Linked DNA regions of Sus scrofa: region 1 is linked to region 2. The links are chromatin contacts, called in public HiChIP or PLAC-seq maps. All regions are on one chromosome and are shown on one strand. Each heading gives the region's core, a stretch centred on a gene start, on an enhancer-like site or on the middle of the called end of the contact. The rest is flanking DNA. Distances are from core to core; before and after follow the strand shown. Region 1 holds the start of PLCXD2 (PI-PLC X domain-containing protein 2). Region 2 holds the start of TAGLN3 (transgelin-3).

Region 1 (5,800 bases), core at 1,876-4,375, 330 kb after region 2:
TGGGAAAACTGGATTGCAGTTAGAGAATTCTCCCCCAGCCCCCCAGCTGCTTGCTCTGCACTTCCAAAGTCCTCCTTAGGGGCACAGGGACAGTGTATGGGTTTTTGGAGCCAGCTACCTAGGGGCTTAAATATTAGTTCTGCTGTTTACAACTTGTGTGATCTTGAGACAATTACTTAATCTTTCTGGATAATAATTTTCTTATTTCTAAATTGAGGATGTTAATACCCATCTTGGAGGTAATGCATGCCAGCAGGTGTAACATGGGAGTACTCAGTAAATAATGGCTATTATGATGAAGGTGATGATGAGGGGGAAGAGGAAGAGAGGAAAAGGGAAGAAGATGGTGGCCTCCACCTCGTGAACATCGTCTGTGTTTCAGCATCTCTCAGTAAGTCTGGGCAAAACTTTACTGCTAGTCCTTAGCTGGAGAATACCAAGCTTGAGGTAGGGAAAAGAGAACTAGTGGAGAGGCAGGGGGGAGGGGGGAGAAGGGGGAGAGGGCCCATGAATGGCTAGCACTTAATATGTGATTTTCCTGTCTTGAGCTTATATATACATACACTCATGTCCCTTCTGTTGCTGGGAAAAGGGCATTCACAGCAATGAGTTCTGTTTCTTTTAAAGAATCTTTTTTTTTTTTTTTTTTTGCATGGAAAAACTAAACTTCACAAAGCAGGGTGAACAAATTCCTGTGTCCCCCATGGTAGCTAACCATAGCATTTCCAGTCACAATGGCAGGCTCTGCTCTTTGCAAACTGACAATTCCAGTAACTGGGTGATACCTATAGATCGCAGAAAAAATGCCCAGCTCCTTTCTGGAGTCTGGGAGTCAGAGTGCATAGCCACGCCATGGACAGGGCTGCTGCTGTGGTCTGAACAGTCCAAAGTACAACAGGAAGGAGGAAGCTCCAGCCTACCAGGACATGCCCTGAATGATAGAGCCATTTAGCGCTGCCTAAGATGCCATTCTGTTTGCAAACACGTACTACTTGCTGTACCACCTGACAAAACAATTCCATTAGAGAGCCTAAAGACAAATGACTCATGTTAAAAGAGGCCTGTGTATCATTTCAGGGATGACTCCACAGGCGTCAATTAAACATGGAAAAGACGTGTTCTGAAGCACAACCATCTGGCATTTCCCAAGGAGCTGTAGTCAATGGCTGATAAAACACAAGTGATCATAACTATAAAGATATTCAGCAACTCTCTCCTTGCTCAAAAGCAACAAGAGCCCATGAGGACAATGAACCTGGAAGACCTCCAAAAGAAGAGGCAAGGAAGGAAAGGCTGCATCTGAAGCCAGCCTGGCTCTTTCTCATGCATAGAAAGCAAAGATCTGGGGTTGCATGAGGTCATCTTGTCTGCCACCAAAAAGCTGACTGCTCCCAGGGATGCTTGGGAGTTTGTCTGGAAGTCTAGGGGTGAAGTCAATTGTTATGCCTCCAGGTGAGAGAGAGGACTGGCACTGGTCCATCTCCTGCTCCTAGGAGTGCTTTCCAAGTATCAGAATCCAGGACTTTGCCCAGCACAAGAGACCAAGATCCCTGTAGTCCAAACCTCCTTCCCTAGAAACCATGTTTTAACCAGCTATTGGGAGGAAGGAAGAGGACACATTTAACAAATCTAATGAGAGTGATGTCATGGTACAAAACCCCCAGGAGCGGAAAAGTGGCTGGTGCAGAAGTGCTTTTCAAGGCTTCAGTTCTAGATCAGCCAGGCAGACATCTGTGTATATACATAGAGAGACAAAGCTTCAAACACCACCACCTTATCACACCTAATGACTGCCTGTGATGAGCACCTGCATTCTCTATTTCTGGCTTTTTCAGCAACAAAAATATGTGTTTTTATACTCAGTCCTGGTTCTGAACCTATTCTTAATGCTAATCCATTTTTTGTTTCTCTCCCCACTAGGCAAGGTCAGATAAATGAGAAAGGAAATACCCTACAGTATTAATTTTGATCCAGATCTAAAATTGTTAATGACTTTATATTCATTACCCTTGATATCTCCTTTTTGAGTGATTTCAAGTAAACGAACCTCTTACAGACCCTGGTCCCACAATTAAGAAGTTAATGTTCTTAGAATGAGGCTTTCAAGTAAAAACAAAACAAAAAGACCCAAACAAACAAACAAAAAATGGTGCTTCTGTTCTCTTGAGTCCTCTTAAGTCCAATGATGCAGAGGACTTAAATCTCTTTACAGCAGCCGCATCAGTGTTAAGTTTTTGGTTGGAAATAAAAAGCGGTTTAGTTAAGGTCACTGACAATTACTTTCTCAGCACAATGGAAATGCAGCCCAACCCATTAACAACACTAAAATGGCAGAAGCAAACACAGTGGGAACAAGTAGGAATAGAAGAATACCTGGGATTGCCAGATGGGAAAGGGGTACGTTGTGGAGGTGAGGAGGGAGTGAGGCCATCCAGTCAGCATTGCAGACCTCCAAGGATGTCTTTGTCCCGCTGGGGTTGGGGGAGCAGATGGTCCCCATCCTGAGTTTCCTCCTAACCTTCCTAACTGCTAGCATCCCTCTCTGTCAGTCAACTGCTGAGGCTCAGCCCAGTGCCACTCACTCAGCGATCATCATTGCCCGGGCTCTCGAGCATTTTAGGGCCACCTTTGTCACGCTAGCCTGCTCAAAAGGCCTTTCAGGTGGGGAGACGGGGCAAATAGGTGGTTCCCTAGCCCCCAGCACCTGCAGTCCCCACCCTCTCTGGCCCAGCCGCTGTTCTACTCCCTTAATCTGCTGAAACCCGGCTCCGCTAAACTTCTTAGGTTCCTCCTCTGACGCCAGAGGAAGGTAGGCCCCTCGAAATAAATCATGCAAAAACTGAACGTCCCATGAGCAACCACGCCCGGAGGCACTCACACGACAGGTGCCCACATCGCAAATAGTCCTGCCGGTGGTTCTGTAATACACACGTGAGCGCCCGGACGCACCATCCTTAGCCTGACTTATGCTTCTGTGTGTGTCACTGGGCTGGCACATAAGCTGGGCCTGCCTGCTACCTCTCCCCGGTTCCTCCGCACAGGTTCCCCTACCCTGTGGCTTCCGAAGGCGCTCAGAAGTGTAACCGGCGGCACCAGGACTCCCGGCAGCCCCGCCCCGCACTGCCGGGCAGATTTGCCGGGCGAGGCGGCCAGTGATTGGTCGCTGACGGAGGGCGCTCCGATTGGCCCGCGCCCTCCCGGGCTGCCCCTTCGAGCTGCGCCCACCCCTCCGCTGCCCGGCCTACCCCCTGCGTTACTCCCGCCTTCTGCGCGTAGCCAGCCACTGCCATAGGAACTGCAGGCAGGCAAACCAACACGCTTGGGCCCAGTCAGGTCTAGGGTCGGGCAGGTCTTTCCACAGCCTTCTTTACGGAATCAGCATTCAGATGTTAAACGCAGCCTTTCTTCCTTCTTCCTCCTAAATACACACACACACACACACACTCTCTCTCTGTCTTACAGAGAGAGTATTACATACCTTATAAACCATAGAGGCGGCAGAAATATGAGAGGTAAAGAAACTAAGGTGCAGTGTATCCTATTTGGATGGTTTGTGTCTCCACCATAACCTAATTCATATTCACCCACACGACCCCTCTACAGAGAAAGAAATAATGATACTTTATGCTTGCATCGCCTGTTTGGAATCTTCTTCCAAATTTTTTGTCCCATTTGCTCTTCACAGCATTCCCAGAAGTAGGGAGGGTTGCGGATCAGATCCCCTTTTCATAGACAGTAAAGCCAGAGGCCCTTCTGGGACCAGTTCATGTGGTGGCCTATTTTGAAATCCCATTTTGGAATGAGATTCCATTTTTGGAATGAGCCCCAAGCTCAGCCCATTTCTCTGCTTTCCACAACATTCCCTACACCTTCAAATGATCCTTTTCCATGTTGTAACCCAAAGGATCGCTAATGCTAAGAGAACGTCTCACGTTGGTGATAATCACAGGAACAAATTGGAAAACAGGCAAATCAAGAACCTGACCTTGGTGGGGCCCTGGACTTCAAGCCAGGCAGCTCTTCAGTGGCTCAGGATGGGCTCATGGGAAAAGGAAACAGCAGCCTGTGCCAGCAGAAGACTTGCAGATCAATCTATACCTGCAATCTATATATAGGTATAGATTGATCTGCAGGTCAGCTGACATAATGGCCCAGTGGCCCCACCCCATGTCCTAGGTAAAACTACACAGCAGCAATGCAGTTACTTTTCCAGGACTAACTCCTGCTGCCTATTGCCTCCTTTTGGCATCTTATTAAATTTCCTCTGCTGGGCTATTATTAACATTCATTGAAACCTGCTTTTCAGCCTTTTGAGCTACGTAATATTACCAGTTTTTCTTTTTTTTTTTTTCCTGGAGGAGTATGCCTTGGTTAATAGAAAGAAAGGCTATACTACTTATCACAGAGCTTCTGATGCTTCAATAGCACTTCAATGTAGTGCTCTACATAGTGGGAATATGTCACCTACCTGTTTAAATCAATGAAATTCATCCCCAGTTCTACCCGCAAATCACACTATGAAGGAATATCCCAAGATTTACTTTTGAAATGTCATCTTTCTGGGCTTCCCTTTAACTTAATTTTTTTTTTTAATTACCAAACACAAATTTTATGAAAGCCGCCTAAGGCAAACAAAATGTGTTCTTTAAGCTTTACTGTGGAATGCTAATTTCAATGACTTTTCCCCTTATTTTTCAGCTCTTAATGGAAAGAAGGAGCATAATAAGAAAGCATTAAACCTTAGACTTCGTGACATCATTGCGTGAGAACTTGAAAACAAGAGTAGAACCACTTCAGAATGAGATGTTTTGTACCTCTGACAGCTTTCGGTTTGTCTAAGAAAACCATTCAAAAGAAGGCAACACTCTCTCTATACCTTGAGTCGGTCCTGGAAGAAATTTTGCAGGTGAAAACACAGTCTTGGCATATAGCAGGTGCTCTATAAATACCTGTTAGAAGGGAGATGCTTGATAAAACGTGTTCTGCTGGGTTCTAGGTAGTACCTTAGAGCCCTGCTTTTCAACCTTTAATGTGCAAATCAACCATGTTCTGATTGAGTTGGTCTGAGATAGGCATGAGATCCTGTTTTTCTTTTTTCTTTTTTTGTTTTTTTGCCTTTTTCTAGAGCCCCATCTGTGGCAAATGGACATTTCCAGGTTTGGGGTCTAATTGGAACTGTAGCCACCAGCCTACGCCAGAGCCACAGCAACGCGGGATCTGAGTCACATCTGAGACCTACACCACAGTTCAAGGCGCTGGATCCTTAACCCACTGATCGAGGCCAGGGATGGAACCCACAACCTCATGGTTCCTAGTCGGATTCATTAATCACTGAGCCATGACGGGAACTCCAGATTCTGTTTTTCTAACATGATTTTAGCTGATGCAGCCCACACTGAGTAACAAACACCTTAGGAAACAAGCTCATCATGGCTAGGTGAGAATATGTATTTCATTGTTTCTCTTTTCCAAGGCCTTATAATACTTTTATTACTTTTATAATAAAAAAATTTTGTATTAAGAGTCCCAGCTAAGAATTTCTAAAGAATTAGAGAATAATTGTTTTGTCATATAACATAATGGAAACCAATTTATGAGTGTAATTTTTATACTCTACCACAATTTCTTTGGAAAAACTAATTTTAAAATAAAGATGAATAGGTACAGGAGTTCCCGTCAAGGCTCAGCAGTAATGAACCCAACTAGTATCCATGAGGACATGAGTTCGATCCCTGGCCTCGCTCAGTGGGTTAAGGATCAGGCATTGCATGAGCTGTGGTATAGGTGGAAGATGCAGCTC
Region 2 (5,758 bases), core at 1,072-3,571:
GTGTGTGTTCTTTAGAGGAAAAACACTTTTCATAGAGCATCACAAAGGGGGAGGCTGACAGCGCTGCTGGGTGACAGCGGATAACTCCCTCACACACACAATCACAGGCGCGCACACGCAGGGAAACACAAGGAAAAACACTGTGCGCAGGTTTTAACAAAGAGGCGAACAAAACGGTGGGGGGGAGGGGAGAATGAGCCCAAAGGCACCAGGGCTGTTTACCTTCCCACAGATCCACAGTCTGAAAAATGTCAGTGGTCCTGACACCATAGATCTCTGCAGCTTTTAGGAACTGGGAGATTTGTTCCATCTGCTTAAAAGCCATCTTTGACTCTGAGATCTTGGGAATGGGTTCTTGTCCAGGAGGGTATAAACTGTTTATCAGCTTACACAAGACCTGCAGAGGGAAAGGAGGAGACAAAAATCAGCGTTTCCCTTTGCATTTATCTCTCCCTAATGCACAGTGAGTCCTAGTCCCCATGGGGCACAGCCCAGAGGTTTGGGCATGGGCGAATCTTGCACCCCAGGAAGCCATGGGCTCTAAGCTGGGTGGCCAGCTCTTGTATTGAACCCCAAGACTCCAGGACTCCATTCTCAGGGCTGTTCCTACAGTGAGTCTGGGAGCCCGGGAATCCTCTGCCCTCCCTGCTCCTCCCCTCCTCTTTATGGGTGAGGAAAGAATGTTTACGAGAGGGGATGTGCATTGATGAGGCCAGGATTTCAGACTTTCAATGGAGAGATGAGTTAGTGGCTCCCAGGTAGGGTAAACGACATACTCTAATATTATTTTTTCTATCACAAAGGCAGATCAGAATCAGGCTTCAGTAACTCATCTGATAAGTGCTAATGATGTATAAAGGAAATGAACTGGGTATCCTCCTCCCAGATACCTATAACCAGAGTACTGGGCAAAACCCAACAGAGGTGTGGAATAGCAGTTATGTAACAGTAAATCACAGCCTGCAGGAACAGACAGGCTTGTTGAAATCAGCAGAGCCTATGGTCCCCAGTCACGCCTCTCCCCTCCCCAACACATAAGAGCATCTCCTTAGAAAAGCAGTTAAGAATCAAATAAGGATTCCCTTTAGTTTCAAGAGAATCTAACCGTTCAGCAGACAGGCATTGAGCATCCCAAGGAGTGTGGCTCCAGGAGGGATGGGTGAGTGGTTAGTCCTCCCCCTCCATCCCTTCCTTTGTTTTACTATGGAACCAACCTATTTCTCTGGGGAAGGAATGGCCCCAGAGGAGCTGATGAGAGATCTCAAGGGAATACTTATCTCTCTTCTCAATGGAAAGAGCAAAAGGGCTTCGAATTTGCCAACAACTCAGCAGGAAGCTGCAATGTCAGGGATGGATGAGAAGTCCTCTCATGCAGCAAGGGAATTGTACAGGGAGCCCAGATCTTCAACCCCAGGGAGAGATAAAGGTATTCCCGTCCCCTTCCCGTGAGACTCAGAATCTGGCAGCCACAGCTCCTCTCGCAGCCTCACATTAAAAGGAGAGATTCTGAAGGGTTTCCCTGCCCACTGCCCCCAGTAACCAAGATCGCCGCAGGCCTTACCGTCCCGTCCATTAACCATTTCTGAAAATGGGTCCTGCCGGGGGGTGGGTGCTCTATGTCCTCCGCGCACTGCAGGATGATCCAGTCCACCAGTTTGTTCTCCAGGTCTGCGTCATACTTCTGCTCAATCTTCTCCTGCACCTCTCGGCTTAAGCCGTAGCTCGGGCCCCTGTTAGCCATCTCTGGAAGAGAAGAGAGGACACGCGCGGCATCCACACAATAGCAGCAGCAGCCCGGGCTCCCCGCAAACGGGCTGGGCTGGGGCTGGGCTGGGGCTGGGCCGCCTGACCCAGCAGCAGCAAAGCGGGCAGAAAGCCGGGCGTGGTTTAAATCAAGGAGCCAATGAAGCCACTGGGGTTTCACCTACAAACGGGAAAGAAAGGCTCAGCCATGCGCCAGTGACTCTTAGAATAAAGCCCCCGGAGGTCCAAGGGGGCTGGAAGCCCCCTCTCAGTCCCGCCTATCAGTGAGAAGACATGATGTATAAGGACTCACAGTAAAGCCTGAAGCCCCAGGCAGCAAGGGGGCTGGCAGGGTGATGGTCGTTTCTTCCCTCCTCCCAGGAGCACTTTGCAAAGGTAGGAACCCCGAGATGCGAAAGAGCAGGTAATTAATAGGAAGGGAGGAAGGTCCCCTTGACGTTGAGCTGCTGATGCTGCATCGCGCCTGGAAGAATGGTACACTGATTCGATTTTCTCAGGGCTGAGGAGGGTCAAACCAGGGCGTTGCTAAGAGCCCTCAGAAAAACCAGCCCTCTGTTGTGTCAGTCAAGCTCTCCACCCGCCCACCTCCCCTCCCGCTGAGAGATTCTTTCTCAGCCTCACAATTCTTTCCCCTCCTCTGGGGGACAGCGGATTGTACACAAGGCCAGCGCACAGCTGCGCAGGGGATGGGGCCTGGGGGAGGGTCCGCTCTGTCGGCTGTCCATCTGTCAGGAGTTGCCAAGCCACTTTCCTCCGGCCTTGAGGGAACAGGTGTCTGGCCGTGGGGCGGGAGAGGTGGGGCCGTGAACTGTAACCATTAACTTGTTCAGCTGCCAGTCAGATTTCATCCAGAAACTTCCATGCTGGTGGGACACTGTTGTGCCTCAGTTTGACTTATATAGTGTTTTAATGCCATTTTTCACTCAAAAGACAGACACTTATAAAAAGACAGGAACGTCTGGAAAAGCCCTTATAAGAAGGCACGTTTTATAAATTAAACGGGGGTCCATGTGCTAAGAACTATTAGAGTGAAAGGTTTTGCTAGAGTTTGAAGATTTCATCTGTTTATTTTCTTTCATTAAGGACCAGGAAAGCACAGCTGACAGGCTGTCAGTGGTAACTGAGTAATTGGTGTGAGGAATCATCAGACCTAAGTTAGCCTGAAATTTTAATTAACCACTGAAGGCCTTGGTAGTTCATCTCCCTTGACTATAAGCCACTTGGGTAAGGATGGTCTTGTCTAAGGCTCTAGGTACTATTCATGGGGAAAACACCACACATTTTGGTTTTCTGTAATTCAGCAAAAATTTTTTTTAAACATTTCACCATGCCAAGTCCTGTGCTGAAGAGAAAGAAAATATAACTTTTTCCTCTAGAACAGGTTGACCAATTGACTCAGAGCATGACATAAAGCAATTCTAGTACATGGGATAGTGATCTTCATCCCTGTGGGAAATTGATTAGAAGCTATGCAGGAAATGACCTCAAACGATACACATACTGAGAACACACTCCTGCCAGCTGGAGCCTGGACTCGTGAAAATTTAATTACTTAGGAGAGATGTGGGTGGTTTGCCTGTGAAAAGACTTAGTGGTCAGTAGTTGAAAGCATAGGAGAGAGAACTCTGTGGCAGACAAGAGGTTGTGAGAAAATCAGAGCTGTGAGATCAGTGGGTTTAGAAAAAATCATGAGAAGGGGCTGACGAATGCAGGTATGGGTGCTGCATAGAACCATCATTTGAAGAAACTCTAAAGGCAGCCTAATGGGCTCCAGAGACCTGCAGTTCAGGGGTAGAGTCTAGAGCAGTGACATTGTCAGCAGAATTTTGGAAGCCACTCAGTTGCATCTTGGGTGGCAGGAATAAGGTCAGTTCCAGTCTGAACTAAGGAAAACAGAAGCCCAAACAGAAAACATGTTACTTCCTCCCAGGCTGTAGTTGCCCAAAGTAAGATGTTAGTTTGTTATATAAAACCAGAAACAATTCTAAAGGATGGACATTCCCCTTCCTCTTTTTTTCTCCAGACTCTGTCTTGCAGGTCTTTTGTACACAAAGATTTTTTCCCTGTTGTAACAAAATATGTGCTGTTCTTTGAGAATGACTGTATTCTCTGGAGAGATACAATGGCAAAGGGGAGAGTCCAAGCAAGGCATAGGTTAGTCGAGTCCAGAAATCCACAGGAAGTCTTTAGAGAAAAAAAGCATTTGATCCCCTGGATGGTGCCAGTGGAAAGAGGCTCAACCTTCCACTTACTGAGTACTTATTAATATTATAATTTTTTTTTCAACAACCTTTTTTTTATGGGTCTGTGTATCTGAGATTTAAAAAAAAAGACTTGCAGCATGGTCTAATAGCAAAATTAAACTTGTAAACACAAATGCCAACCAGGTGTCATGCTAAAAATATACACAAGATTCTCATGTACAATTATATCTAGAGGAAGGGGGTAGGAGATTAGCGAAAGGATTTATAAATGAGATGCCTTTATGTCTCGGAAGATGAGTAGGTGTTTGCCTGGTGAATGGAGTGAGATGTTTGCAGGGTGGATGGGGTGATGTAGGAGGGATAGGGAACATTGCTGGCAAAGGCAGCTTATTTAAGAAGGTGAAAACGTTCTAGTATCAACAAAGCACAGGGTGAAAGGGAAGAGACACACAGAAAGTAAAATAAAGCCAGAATGTCCGGCAGGCTGCAGATTATAAAGTAGTGTGCTTGTAAGTGTCCAGGGTTAAATGTTCAGAAGTTTTGAAAGCCAGGTGTCAAACAGCCATTACAAGCAATTAAGTTATATAAACTTACACATAAATAAATTATATTGCAAACAAAGGTTAAATACTCAAAATGGAACACTTCCTAATTTATTTTGTTACATTTTACTCTTACCTATATTTTTGAGGATATTTATATTTATTGTCTCTACGGTGTGTATACTATGTAACAGTCTGTGACTGGCGGTTTCTTCTCAGCTTTATCATATTCAGTAACGTCACAGTGGTAGCTTGAAACCAGCTATGACTGGAGTGTTTATGCCATGGATATTGGCAAATGCTACAAAATCAGGGGGCTTCCCCTCCCCCCACCCCACAGCCACTTGTTGAATATTTACTGGCCTTGCCACCAGGCTTAGGTATCATTCAAATGAGCTTGAGTGTTTTCTACGCAAAAATGAACCATCAGATCTGATTTAGATGAAGAAAAAGGAGATGTCAGAATGACTCATAAGTTTGACTTGAGTAACAGAGGTAATGGTCTCACCAATTATTGTAGGTGGGGAGGTACATTAAGGGGGAAAGATAACAGGCTTTGGACTTATTGCATTTGGGAGGGCTGCCATGATCCATCCCAGTCATTAGACAGTTGGTTTTATGCATCTGGAACTCAAGGGAAAAAATCTGGAATGAAGTACTTAAATCATCTGCATGCCGGCAGCAGTTAAAACCAGGAACATGGGTGAAGTTGCTCAGGGTGAATAAGCTGCCTAAGAAGAGAGCCAAGGTCAAAAAAGAAAGGAATATTAACATTACCAGGTGGGTAAGATGATGCAGCTTGGTCAGGGATGCCTGGGGTTCAAGAATGTCAGAACAAAGTCTCTGATCTCCATGGTCCATTGACAGAGGGAGGTTGGCACATAAACTGAGAGTTTCAAACTAGTAAGTTCTATCAAAAAGGTGTGTGCAGAGTGTTGTTCATGAGAGAGCTCAGAGGACCTACTGAGAATTTCTTGGACACAGAGATGAGGATGAGTCAGGAAAGGCTTCAGTATGAAACCCAGATTTGAACTTTTCCAGTAGAAGTTTACCTGTCAATAAAAAGCTGACAGCTCAAGAAAAGGGACAGCAAGCCCATATGGGAAAGGAGAGTTTCTTCAAAAGACCCATTTGGTTAAAAAAAAAAAATTACCTGCCTTTTTTTAGGTATATTCTCTAAATGTACCAAAACATCACATCTTTTCGTCAAACCAAGTTATGTATATTACATGTTGCTAAACTAAAAAG

What was found. HiChIP or PLAC-seq counts read pairs in DNA pulled down with a chosen protein or histone mark.
Region 1: a contact with region 2 is called in an H3K27ac HiChIP or PLAC-seq map of skeletal muscle, with 3 times the contacts expected there. The contact joins the promoter of PLCXD2 here to the promoter of TAGLN3 in region 2. A contact is called at or near these places in 1 of 5 promoter capture datasets (liver), 1 of 47 Hi-C or Micro-C datasets (heart right ventricle) and 1 of 2 datasets of contacts at active chromatin or transcription factors (skeletal muscle).

The regions. Positions count from the first base shown.
Region 1 is chr13:148,084,641-148,090,440 of Sscrofa11.1, forward strand. It overlaps PLCXD2 (PI-PLC X domain-containing protein 2), which reads right to left and starts at 3,126. Exons shown (of 4, transcript XM_003358819.4): 1 at 2,374-3,126. The coding sequence starts at 2,536.
Region 2 is chr13:147,752,524-147,758,281 of Sscrofa11.1, forward strand. TAGLN3 (transgelin-3) reads right to left here and starts at 2,322. Exons shown (of 4, transcript XM_021070390.1): 1 at 1,562-2,322; 2 at 223-397. The coding sequence starts at 1,741.